Regions from separate parts of the Mus musculus genome. Here regions 1 and 3 are each linked to region 2. A link is a contact called in public HiChIP or PLAC-seq and promoter capture Hi-C data. All regions are on one chromosome and are shown on one strand. Each heading gives the region's core, a stretch centred on a gene start, on an enhancer-like site or on the middle of the called end of the contact. The rest is flanking DNA. Distances are from core to core; before and after follow the strand shown. Region 1 overlaps Gm6116 (predicted gene 6116). Region 2 overlaps Scfd2 (Sec1 family domain containing 2). Region 3 holds the start of Spata18 (spermatogenesis associated 18).

What was found. Promoter capture Hi-C pulls out the DNA fragments that hold promoters and counts their contacts. HiChIP or PLAC-seq counts read pairs in DNA pulled down with a chosen protein or histone mark.
Region 1: a CTCF HiChIP or PLAC-seq map of the NIH/3T3 cell line shows a contact between it and region 2, with 5 read pairs. The contact joins two enhancer-like sites. A contact is called at or near these places in 1 of 15 datasets of contacts at CTCF or cohesin (the NIH/3T3 cell line) and 3 of 115 datasets of contacts at active chromatin or transcription factors (embryonic basal ganglia, embryonic limb bud and embryonic stem cells).
Region 3: a contact with region 2 is called in a promoter capture Hi-C map of embryonic stem cells, with 4 times the contacts expected there. The contact joins the promoter of Spata18 here to the enhancer-like site in region 2. A contact is called at or near these places in 12 of 39 promoter capture datasets (the 3T3-L1 cell line, 3T3-L1-derived adipocytes, embryonic stem cells and 6 more), 1 of 484 Hi-C or Micro-C datasets (CD4 T cells), 6 of 115 datasets of contacts at active chromatin or transcription factors (T-cell acute lymphoblastic leukemia, embryonic basal ganglia, embryonic forebrain and 2 more) and 3 of 9 other capture datasets (adipose tissue, liver and macrophages).

Annotation. Positions count from the first base shown.
Region 1 is chr5:74,959,539-74,962,852 of GRCm38.p6, reverse strand. It overlaps Gm6116 (predicted gene 6116), which reads right to left. Exons shown (of 5, transcript NR_045866.1): 3 at 547-614. All of the region lies in intron 1 of Gm52778 (a long non-coding RNA gene), which reads left to right. Among named protein-coding and RNA genes, the nearest start is that of Gm6116, 12 kb to the right of the region's middle. Within about 2 kb of position 1,517, at least 51 of the 459 cell types and tissues checked have an H3K27ac peak or open chromatin away from gene starts, as enhancers often do. A contact at or near this core is called in the NIH/3T3 cell line, where this site is marked.
Region 2 is chr5:74,284,641-74,287,817 of GRCm38.p6, reverse strand. The region is part of intron 5 of Scfd2 (Sec1 family domain containing 2); the gene reads left to right. Among named protein-coding and RNA genes, the nearest start is that of Gm32064, 30 kb to the left of the region's middle. Within about 2 kb of position 1,872, at least 57 of the 459 cell types and tissues checked have an H3K27ac peak or open chromatin away from gene starts, as enhancers often do. A contact at or near this core is called in 3T3-L1-derived adipocytes, the NIH/3T3 cell line and embryonic stem cells, where this site is marked.
Region 3 is chr5:73,650,126-73,653,000 of GRCm38.p6, reverse strand. It overlaps Spata18 (spermatogenesis associated 18), which reads right to left and starts at 1,621. Exons shown (of 13, transcript NM_178387.3): 1 at 1,329-1,621. The coding sequence starts at 1,415. Gm34902 (a long non-coding RNA gene) reads left to right here and starts at 1,147. Exons shown (of 2, transcript XR_377025.3): 1 at 1,147-1,228; 2 at 1,533-2,021.

The DNA of each region.
Region 1 (3,314 bases), core at 268-2,767, 680 kb before region 2:
ATGTACATGTGTGTCTACTTTTTGGCAGACTGCAGAAACACAGTGGCTTTGGTCTTTCACAAATCTCTGTGTACTAGATCCTACAAAACCTCACGGTCCAGCCCAGTGCCTGTTTCCTATACGGAGTTTTAAAGGACAATACCATTCTGTGATTGATCACCTTTACTGCAGCCAGAGTACTCCAGTAATGAAGAGTAAATGACAGGAACCACTAGTGGTTACAGGCAACCCCCAAGACTCCAGGAGGGGCTTTATAAGTGGTCACCTAACCTGCAAGCGTCTATCAACAATGAGAAGTGAGGTTCCACCTGTGATAGAGTAGGGATGTTGCCTCTTCCCCCTGGGTCCCCTCTCTAACATCACGCCTTAGGGAGGGAGGGGGTGATGGAAAGGCTAGGAGGCCTTCAGGGGAGTCAGTAGGGATAGAATTAGAGATTTATTTATTCGAGATTTACAGGGTCTTCAAGTATGGTCCACACGGATCTTCATTCAGAGTAAAAAAATGTTGCTACTCTTTGGAGAATAGAAATGGACTCAGCAACATACATGTTCAGTGCATCCTTGGGACATCATGGGTCCTGTTATAAGTTCAGTGTGTCCCACAAAGCTTGAGTCTGAAAATGAGCAGAGAAGAGAATGGAGAAGAAGCAAGAGCCAAATGCTCTTAGCTCTCCCCTCTTAATATATAAAGTTCGGCCTATGTGTGCCAGATTCACCTTTGATCATAGTTGAGTTGAGTCCTATATATTCAGTCTCATAAAAATTATCGCTATTGTTGTTTTGAGATACTGTCTCCCTCCATAGCCCAAGCAGACTTTGAACTCTTGACTCTTGAGTGCTGGGATGGAAGGCATTCACTGCCAACACCCAGCTATTATTACTATTATTATTCCTACTGTAACTCCATGGTGCAGGGGTTTGAGCATGGATCTTACACAGTGGGCCAGTGCGCTACCACTGAGCTATATACTTAGGGCTTTTAGAAAAAATGATTGGATATTCAAAATACACATGGTGCTTTAGGGCTGTGGAGTAATTTTAGGCAGAACAATGCTTTGTGTAGAAAGCCGTGCCTTCCCAACACTCCCAGTTTCTTCTCTTGGTTCCATTCTCCAACCAGTCCCTTGTTGTTAAGGGTAGTTTTGGTGCAAGATGCCTGTGGACTTCCATCTCTGACACCCTTCTGCTCTGGGCAAATTTACCAAGTCTCTAAGTGCCATTTCTGTATCTGTCTCCTGGGGCAAGGTATGTGTAGCAGGGCAATGTTGAGGACTTAGAACTGAATCTGACTCGCGTGCCCATTAGATATCAGTTTGATTAGAAAATGCACACGTTCCAGTTTCTTTGTAATTAGTCCATGTGCTCCAGTCCCCCTCCTCCCAAAGCTGTGAGCTCAAGATGGGAGACAAATGGAAAAACTTCTTCCTCAGAAATTCCTCTGAGGAAAAAAACGTCATTCCTCAGAAATGTGTAGGCGTGAGCGCCATCTAGCTGTGCTCTGGGTACTTCTATGATCACCAGGCAGAAAGTGAACAGGCTGGGGAAAATGTCCTTTGATCTGTCAGGCGAAGCAGAGCAGTCCCGTGGCCCTGTGGCAGGAGAGAAACTCAGAAGGCCTGTGTCTGAGGATACTGACTTCCATGAGAAGGGACCGGTTGTCTTCAAGAATATTAAGGGATGGAAGTCGGCAGGCAAGGGGACAGTTTAAGATTGGAACACAAATGCAGGGGGCACAAAGCAAATGCTTGTGTCTTGTGAAGCAGCAGCAGGCATGTGATTCTAAAAGGGTGATCATTAAGAAAGGCCCCTGAGAATGTGGAAGAAGGCCGTAGAGATGGATGACCCTCCAGGATGACGCAGATCACCAGCTACCTATTAACAGAAGAGTGGCAGAAGCAAAATCCAGCACAAGATGATCAAAAACCAAAGGGAGAAGAGACAGACGTCGAAAGGAAGACTGGTTCGGTAGAAGTGGAGTTGAGTGTCTACCTCGGTCTCTGGCACCCTCTGCTCTCTATTCAGCCTGGGGTAGGATGGAAAAGCTTGACTGAACAGAGAGGCTCCCAGGGAGGGAGGGAGGAGTCAAACTGCAGAGAAAAAGTCACCAGGACCCTTTGGAGTTGGCTCTACGAGGAGCCGGTGCCTGTATTAATGCTGGGTTCCTGTCTCGCGTTGCTAACACCCACGCCGGCAAAAACAAGGCACCGCTCTTTCTCCTCTGCCTGTGGAAATCTACCTGGGAGCTCGGCAAACCTAATAGCTCAGCAGCTTCCCTTTTATCAGAAGCCTTTGCTGGCTGCTAGCAATCAGCCCTGCGAATGGGTGTGGCTGCCAAGGCAGAAGACTGTGGCTCATACTCAGACTGCCTTGCTGTCACAGTCCAGATGAATACATTGTAACTGGAGTCCAGCGACAACATTGTTTCAAACTGGCATCGCCCTCTTGATCCCTCCATTAACTAACTAGCTCATGCAATACTTAAAATTCCAAAGGGGAGATGTGCCTCCAAAACCTCCAAGGACACAGAGAACAAGACCAGGGGATTTTAAATGTCTGACAAATAGTAGGCACTGAATAAATACTTATCACTCTTTCTGAGAAGAGGAATATTTGACTTTTCCTCTTGTGTCTTTTCATTAATAGCTCCATAAAACCTTTGCTCAGGGCTGGAGAGATGGCTCAGTGGTTAAGAATGCTTGCTGTTCTTCCACAGGACACCAGTGACTTTCCAGAACCCACAGTAGGTGGCTCACAACTGTCTAGCTCCAGAAATGCCAATGTCCCTTTCTGGCTTCCATAGGAACGGTTTCCATTCCATGCCCAGACACAAGAGAGAGAGAGAGAGAGAGAGGGAGAGAGAGAGAGAGAGAGAGAGAGAGAGAGAGAGAGAGAGAGAGAGAGGGAGAGAGAGAGAGAGAGAGAGAGAGAGAGAGAGAGAGAGAGAGAGAGAGAGAGAACCTTTGCTGGTTTTGTTTATTTTGGTTTGGTGCTGAGGTTGGAGCTGGCAGGTGTCAGGCACGTGTTCTAGCGCCACATCCAAGCTGCACCGCACCTTAGACAACTTAGGAGAACTCTCAGCAAGGTCACTGAAAATTTTCAGGTCTAACTTAGGGCCAAGCCAGGTTAATTCTCCCCCTCTCCCTTCCCTTTCCCTCTTCTTTCTCTTTCTTTGTGCACTCTACCAACTGAGCTACATCACCAGCTCCTGAGTCATAGTTCTTGAGTTTCTATGATATGTCGATCACGTGCTACTTTCACCATAACAACACAATTTCAGACTGCTGAGGTGGGTCAGTGCAGGGAGGGGCGCTGCT
Region 2 (3,177 bases), core at 623-3,122:
TGAAGAAGGAGAGGACTGCAGGGCTCATCTCTGGCACTTGTCATGTGTTGACATCGCACTCCTTGGTCTCAACAGGTCCTCCAACCTGTATCTTCCCCTATTGTCCGTTGGCAGGGGTCTTAGGAGCCACCCCTTGCCCAGATCGTGGTTTCTCTCTTTCTGTTCCCTCAGCTGGAGGCATGGTACTCTGTCTCCAGGCGCCATGACATCCTACAGCCTGGAGTCATGCAATGACTGATGCTCCTGTCAGTTATTCTGGCTTTGGAGGGTATATGTGGATGGTAGCAGTCCTCTGTAAACCAACCTTTCCGTAAACCCTGTTTAAAGAGAAACTAGGTAGGGACCTGTCCTCTAGAGACCTCCAGAGAAGGATAAGAAAACAAAATGGAACCTAGAAAAACACTTCCTGTTCCATAGCTCGGTTAGAGCATTGTGTGTGTGTGGAGAAACATCCTGAGGAGAAATGCTTGTGGGAAAGAAAGGCCAACAGAAAGTCAGAGTTTGTTCAACTCTGTTCAAAAAATGCCAGCCTCAGTAAGTGGGGACAGAACAGTGATCGCTCACCACAAAGTCCTCTCCAACTCTACCTGTTTTTAGACAGAGAATCACAAAGCATCATGTCCAGAGCCCCGTCTTCTCATAGTGTTAGGTGGATTTCCTGCATGAAATCCCCACCAGAAACCTTAAAACGACCCGTGTATCGTTTCACGTGGTTCAGACTTTTGTTTTCTCTTCCCATCACAAATTCTTCCTTGTAGGCTAGGCATTTTAGATTTCGAGTTAGGCGTTTTTCTCAGTGCATCTTGACAAATCCTCCTTTTGTGGGATGAGGGGGTGTGCATATCCCCACAGCACACAGAGCGCCGTAGCACGGCTGAGGACGCAGATCCTTCATCTCTTACCATAGGGCTTGAACTTGATGCTTCATTGTCAGCTGCAAGTTTGCAGAATAAGATTCTCTCAGGGACACAAAGCAGGAAGTTGGGGGTGGGGGTGGGGTGGGGGAATTCTCCAAAGACTTATACAGCTTTAAGAAAACCTGACAGGATTTTCTTTTCTAAACACCAGGGAAAAGGGGGGCTGTAGGGTGTTGCCTTTTATGCAGGCAAAAGTGGGTGCACCTGCCGCAAAGCAGAGTGTGTAGAGGGTGGCCTGTCACTCCTATCCCCTTGCTGTCATAGGAGAAGTCATGTCTGGGCAATTCCTGCACCATTTTAAGTAGCCCCAGCTTTCCTGCTTGTTTTCCTTATCTAAGGACATTCTCTGGTGTGCTGAGAGATTCTTTGTGGCAGGGGCGAATATAAGTGGCATTGTGGCGACATCTGTTACAAATTTGGAAAAACATTTTTAAACCTAACTTGATTGAAGCGTGCTGTCTTTGACCCAGAATTCCAGACAGATTCTCTGGTCTTCTAAAATCATAAACACTCAATATTTGTGTTTCTAAGCTAATTTTTAAACCAATAAAAACAACAAAAAATTACATCTGGTGTTTTGCAATCTTCTAAAGGAAGTTTTGCAAACACCTTTGGGGTGTGATTTATTAATAAAACCTTGTTTTGTAAGGTGGTTTTGTATACCACTAGACACACATCCAGTATCACCACTCCAGTCCCCAAAGTCCCCAAGGTGACATTAGCAAGCCACTGAGAATTCATCTCGGATCCTGAGGAACTTGAGAGGCTTCTATTTTAGTATTTAGGATGAAACATAAGGCTAATTAATAAAACATGGTGCTAAGCTGTATGCCAAATGAAAGAAATATTTATTGGAAATAAGCAAAATGATTGTGCTGCCGTAGGAAGGGCCCTGTCCAGGCCTCTGAAGAATGCCGGGCATGCTCATCTGTTTTCACTAATGCATGCTGAATGCTTTGCCCAGCTTTCCAGAGCCAGGACAGCTCGGCCAGGATCTCCCCTTTACAGGGAACAGTCTCGCAGTCAGACAGTATTAAATAAGTGTGTTATGATCAATACTCTCTAAGACCCGAGAGAAATGGGAAAGCATAAACGGTCTGAGACTTAATTACATCCCAATTAAATAAGTTCTGTGTTTAAATACCCATGTCGTCTCAAAACTCTCCATAGCCTTTTTTATTTAGTTATATTTAAAAAAAAATGTGCTCTAGGCTACAGAATTCAGCTTAACACATTGACTTATAAAGGACAGAGGGGCAGGTAAGCAGAATCATTTTCCACTCTCACCATTGTTGGGGAAGGTACAAAAGCCAGCTTCATTGTTTTACAGCGGCTTGGGGAAACTGAAGACAGACCACAAAACCAAGAAGATTCAAAACTAAATACTCAGACTCTGGGGTTAAGCACTGCATATGGCTGGGCGTGGCTCTCTCTGACTCAGCAGGAATTACCAGGTCTTGCTCAGGAATCCTGTTTTATAAACCTTTTGCTGTTCATTTTGTCTCAGCTTGGTCTCTTTTAGGCTTTGTACACTCACCCAAAGGACCCTTGTCTCAGAGAAACTTAAATCTGTGAGCCTGTCCAAGTGCATTCCCACTGGAGTTGTGTTTTGAAGCCAGTGTCAGTCACCATGGGACACTTTTTGCTTCCCTGAAAAGGAATTAAAATGCGCCTTGAGGTTTCAGAGCACTGCTCATAGAGCCAGCCCCCTTATCTAGGATGGGTTCTTGGCCCGGTACTGAAGTAGGTATTTTATAGAGGAGCAGAAAAGGTTACTTTTAAAGATCTACCTGTACTCAAATTCCCCAGTTCGTAGTGGTTGTACTATCATTATATATCCCCTCCTTTTGTTTTAATATAAAGATAACTGACACAAAGCACCTTTGGCTTAATTCCCTACCGGGCTGAGTGGCATCACTGACTTCCTGTTTGGGAGCCAGGCTACAACATGAGTAAGTCCTGCTTTTGTGACTGCCCACTATTCCCCCATGTTTTCCTTCCTGGCCTTGAGCAGTGTGAAGGCACACATGGTAACTGTGTTGTGCATTCAGTTCCAAGGCTACAGTGAAGTGGCTTAGAAATCTAACTCCAGAAAGCACTGTTAGAAACACCCAGGATTCATACATTGGGGTTTAAACTCGTTTTTGGTTCTTGTACATTCTAAACCCCTTTTCCTGTTGCCAACTTTCCTGTAGCCCACACTTCAGGAACAGGCCCCGCATGGGGCTGCAACCCTCGGTTTAAGAGGCGGGGCTCAAGT
Region 3 (2,875 bases), core at 372-2,871, 630 kb after region 2:
GTGCTAATAATCCCCACATCTAGTACAGAAGGCACACCATATGCTCTGAAAAGAAAAGAAGCCTGTCTCAGAGCACAGTGGTGAGTGCAGCAGTGGGGCTCCTCAAATCAAGGCTGAGATGAAGAGGGCCAGAGAAGGAACTTCATGCAGCAAAGCTAACTCAGGTATTAGCCCGAATCATCCTTAGTTGGGAAAACTTGAAAGTGTGCATTGTGTTTAGAGTTAATCTGAGCCATTTACACACTTTCTTTTAAAGTTTCCTACTGGGGAATGGCTTTAACTGTGTTCATGATTCTAAAGGATTATACGTGACTTTTTTTTTTTTTAAAGTTAATTCTAGCTAAGCCAATAGGAGTATACACTGCAAAATTAACCTTCCAAACCAACACAGTTTACAGCTTTTTAATAAATATAGTCTTCTACAACTAACATTATTAACAACTAGAGTTTGCTGTAGGGAATACAGATCTTAAGGTTTAAGTCAAGATTCCCTAGTACTAATAAAAACCTCTTTGGGGGATTACAGGACTGTGCTTAGCAACGGATCCAAATCGAAACTACACTTAACAAGATATGGGATACGTTCAGATGTAAATTCAGAAACAAGATGATCTACATTATTTAAAAATGAGATCTAGAAAGTAAGTTTACATATTGTTTAATCCAATCCCAACAATGGAACAGATAAGATGCTGAGACCCAGTGTGGCTAGGAAACGTTATTTGGCTAGTTGTAGCCACATAGAGATGGAGAACCTAACCGTCACTTTCCTGACTGCTCCCCGCCTGGGTAAAACTCAGAGCCTCCTCTTGAAGACACTTCCATCGAAGAGAGCCAAGTTCAACATGCAGCTGTTGAAACACCGCTGAAGTGGCATTCATGAAGTTTGGAGTGTGCTTCTGAGTGTGACAGTGTGCTGGTGACACAGTAATTTCTTACAAAAGCCTTGCCAGCACCTCCTGGAAGTTGCCCTGCTACCCTAATAGCCATGCTGACCAGCGGGCAAACAAAAAGTGCAACCTTTACAAGTGCCCCTTTTCCTTAATAGCACCCAGGTGTAGGGAAAGTTCACTCCGGGAATCCCTAAAAAGGGAAGGAGGGGGGAAGGTCCTGAGAATGGGAGTGGCTGGCAGCTCTAAGCTACCCTTCTGTTGCTAGGGCCGCGGGTGTCCAAGGTTACCGAATACTGGTTAGCGCTACGGCTGGAGTCACCCCACCACCGATAAAGGTGGGGCTTTCTTCTTTGACCTGGGTAGGAGTCTGAGATCCCCGTTAGGGTCCCAAGAGCGGTGGGGTTGTGAGCCCTAGGATCTCCCACCCTGACTCACGTTGTAGTCGTTCACCCAGTAGGTGACTTTATCCTGCAGTGCTTGTAAAGATTCGCTTTTGGCCAGCTTCTTCAGGCTTTCTGCCATCGCGCGCTTTTTCGCGCTTCCGACTCCGGGAGATCTAGTAGTAGAGGGGACGAGGGAGTGGGTGGCTTAGGCTGAACGACGGGGTGATGTAGCTTAAGGATGTTATCTTCCACACAGGCTCAGAACGCGGCTGGAGTGTCCATCCTCCCCCTCGGGTCGGACCGGGCAGGTCCCCCCTGCCCGGCGCGCTGTTCTGGCTCCCCCGCAGCCGCCTGCCGACCAGGCCATAAATACCCCGGCGATTATTAAACAAACCTTGACGTGGCGGCCGGCTGCCAGGGACCCGGGGCTAGCGTCGGAGCAACGCCCCGCCCCCCACTCCTCGCTCCCAGCCTGGGGACCTTGGGGACCCACCCCTACCGCGACCTCCTCCCACCCAGCGCCGTGGCGTAACGGGCCCGAGGCGAAGGCACAGAAGCGTCGAAACTCCGACTTGTGCTACCCTCTGGAGGACACCCAGACCCTGGGGTGGGGGGCTGCTGTGGGACCCTGCGCTGGGAACCGCAGGGCACCTAACCCGGGGCTGCACCCCGTACTGGGTGGCAGTGCGTACGTAGGAAAGCAAGTTAACTTCATGAAAATTTTGAGTAGACTTTTTGGCAACCACTTCCTTGGCCCTTTCTTTATTCCTCCACCCATAGTGCCTTTAATTCTCCATTTGTGAAATTGGGACTCCAATGTCCGTTTTTTACTACTTTCATTTTGGGCTTTGTGCCCTCCTCCTCCTCCGTGGGTCTGTCCGTTGGTTTGTACTGTACAGAAAGACACACACTACCGGGCGGGATCCTCGCCCTGACTTCCAGGTCTTCCTCAGCACGATCAGGTGCAAGCCTGTGTTGTGTGGGAAGTGGGGGTGGGCGGGTGCCATGACACTCGTGTCTTACTGTTCGCTGTGTCAGGGACCTGTATTGCTGTTCAGAGGAAATCTAGCCTCTGTTCCATTTGCACGAAATTGCTTTTTAAAACGGAGTTGCTAGGATTTACCAGTCCGAGAAGTGGTTGTCATGCAAGCTCGAGGTCCTGAGTGGATCCACAGGAGACATGGGGAGGTTTTGGGGGTTGTTTTGTTTGGGTTTCTTGTTTGTTTGTTTGTTTTAAATCCGGGCACTGACACAGGAGATTCCCTGGGACTGATGGCCAATTGGTCTAGATGATTCCTGAGCTCTCTGTTCAGGCAGAGATCCTGTATCAAGAAAATAAGGTGAAGAGATTAAAACAATATCTGGCCTCCACACAAGTACAGAGAAAGGGGGAAGGGGAGGGGAGCGGAAGAAAGAGGAGGGGAGGGGAAGGAGAGGAAGAAAGAGGAGAGGGGAGGGGAGAGGGAGGAGAGGGGAAGTGAAGGAAGGAAAGGGGAGGGAGGGGAAGGAGAGGAGAGGGAGGGAGGAGAGAAAGGAGAGAGGAGAGGAGGAAAGGAGAGGGGAGAGGGGAGGGGGGAAGGAGGAAGGGAAGGGAGAAAA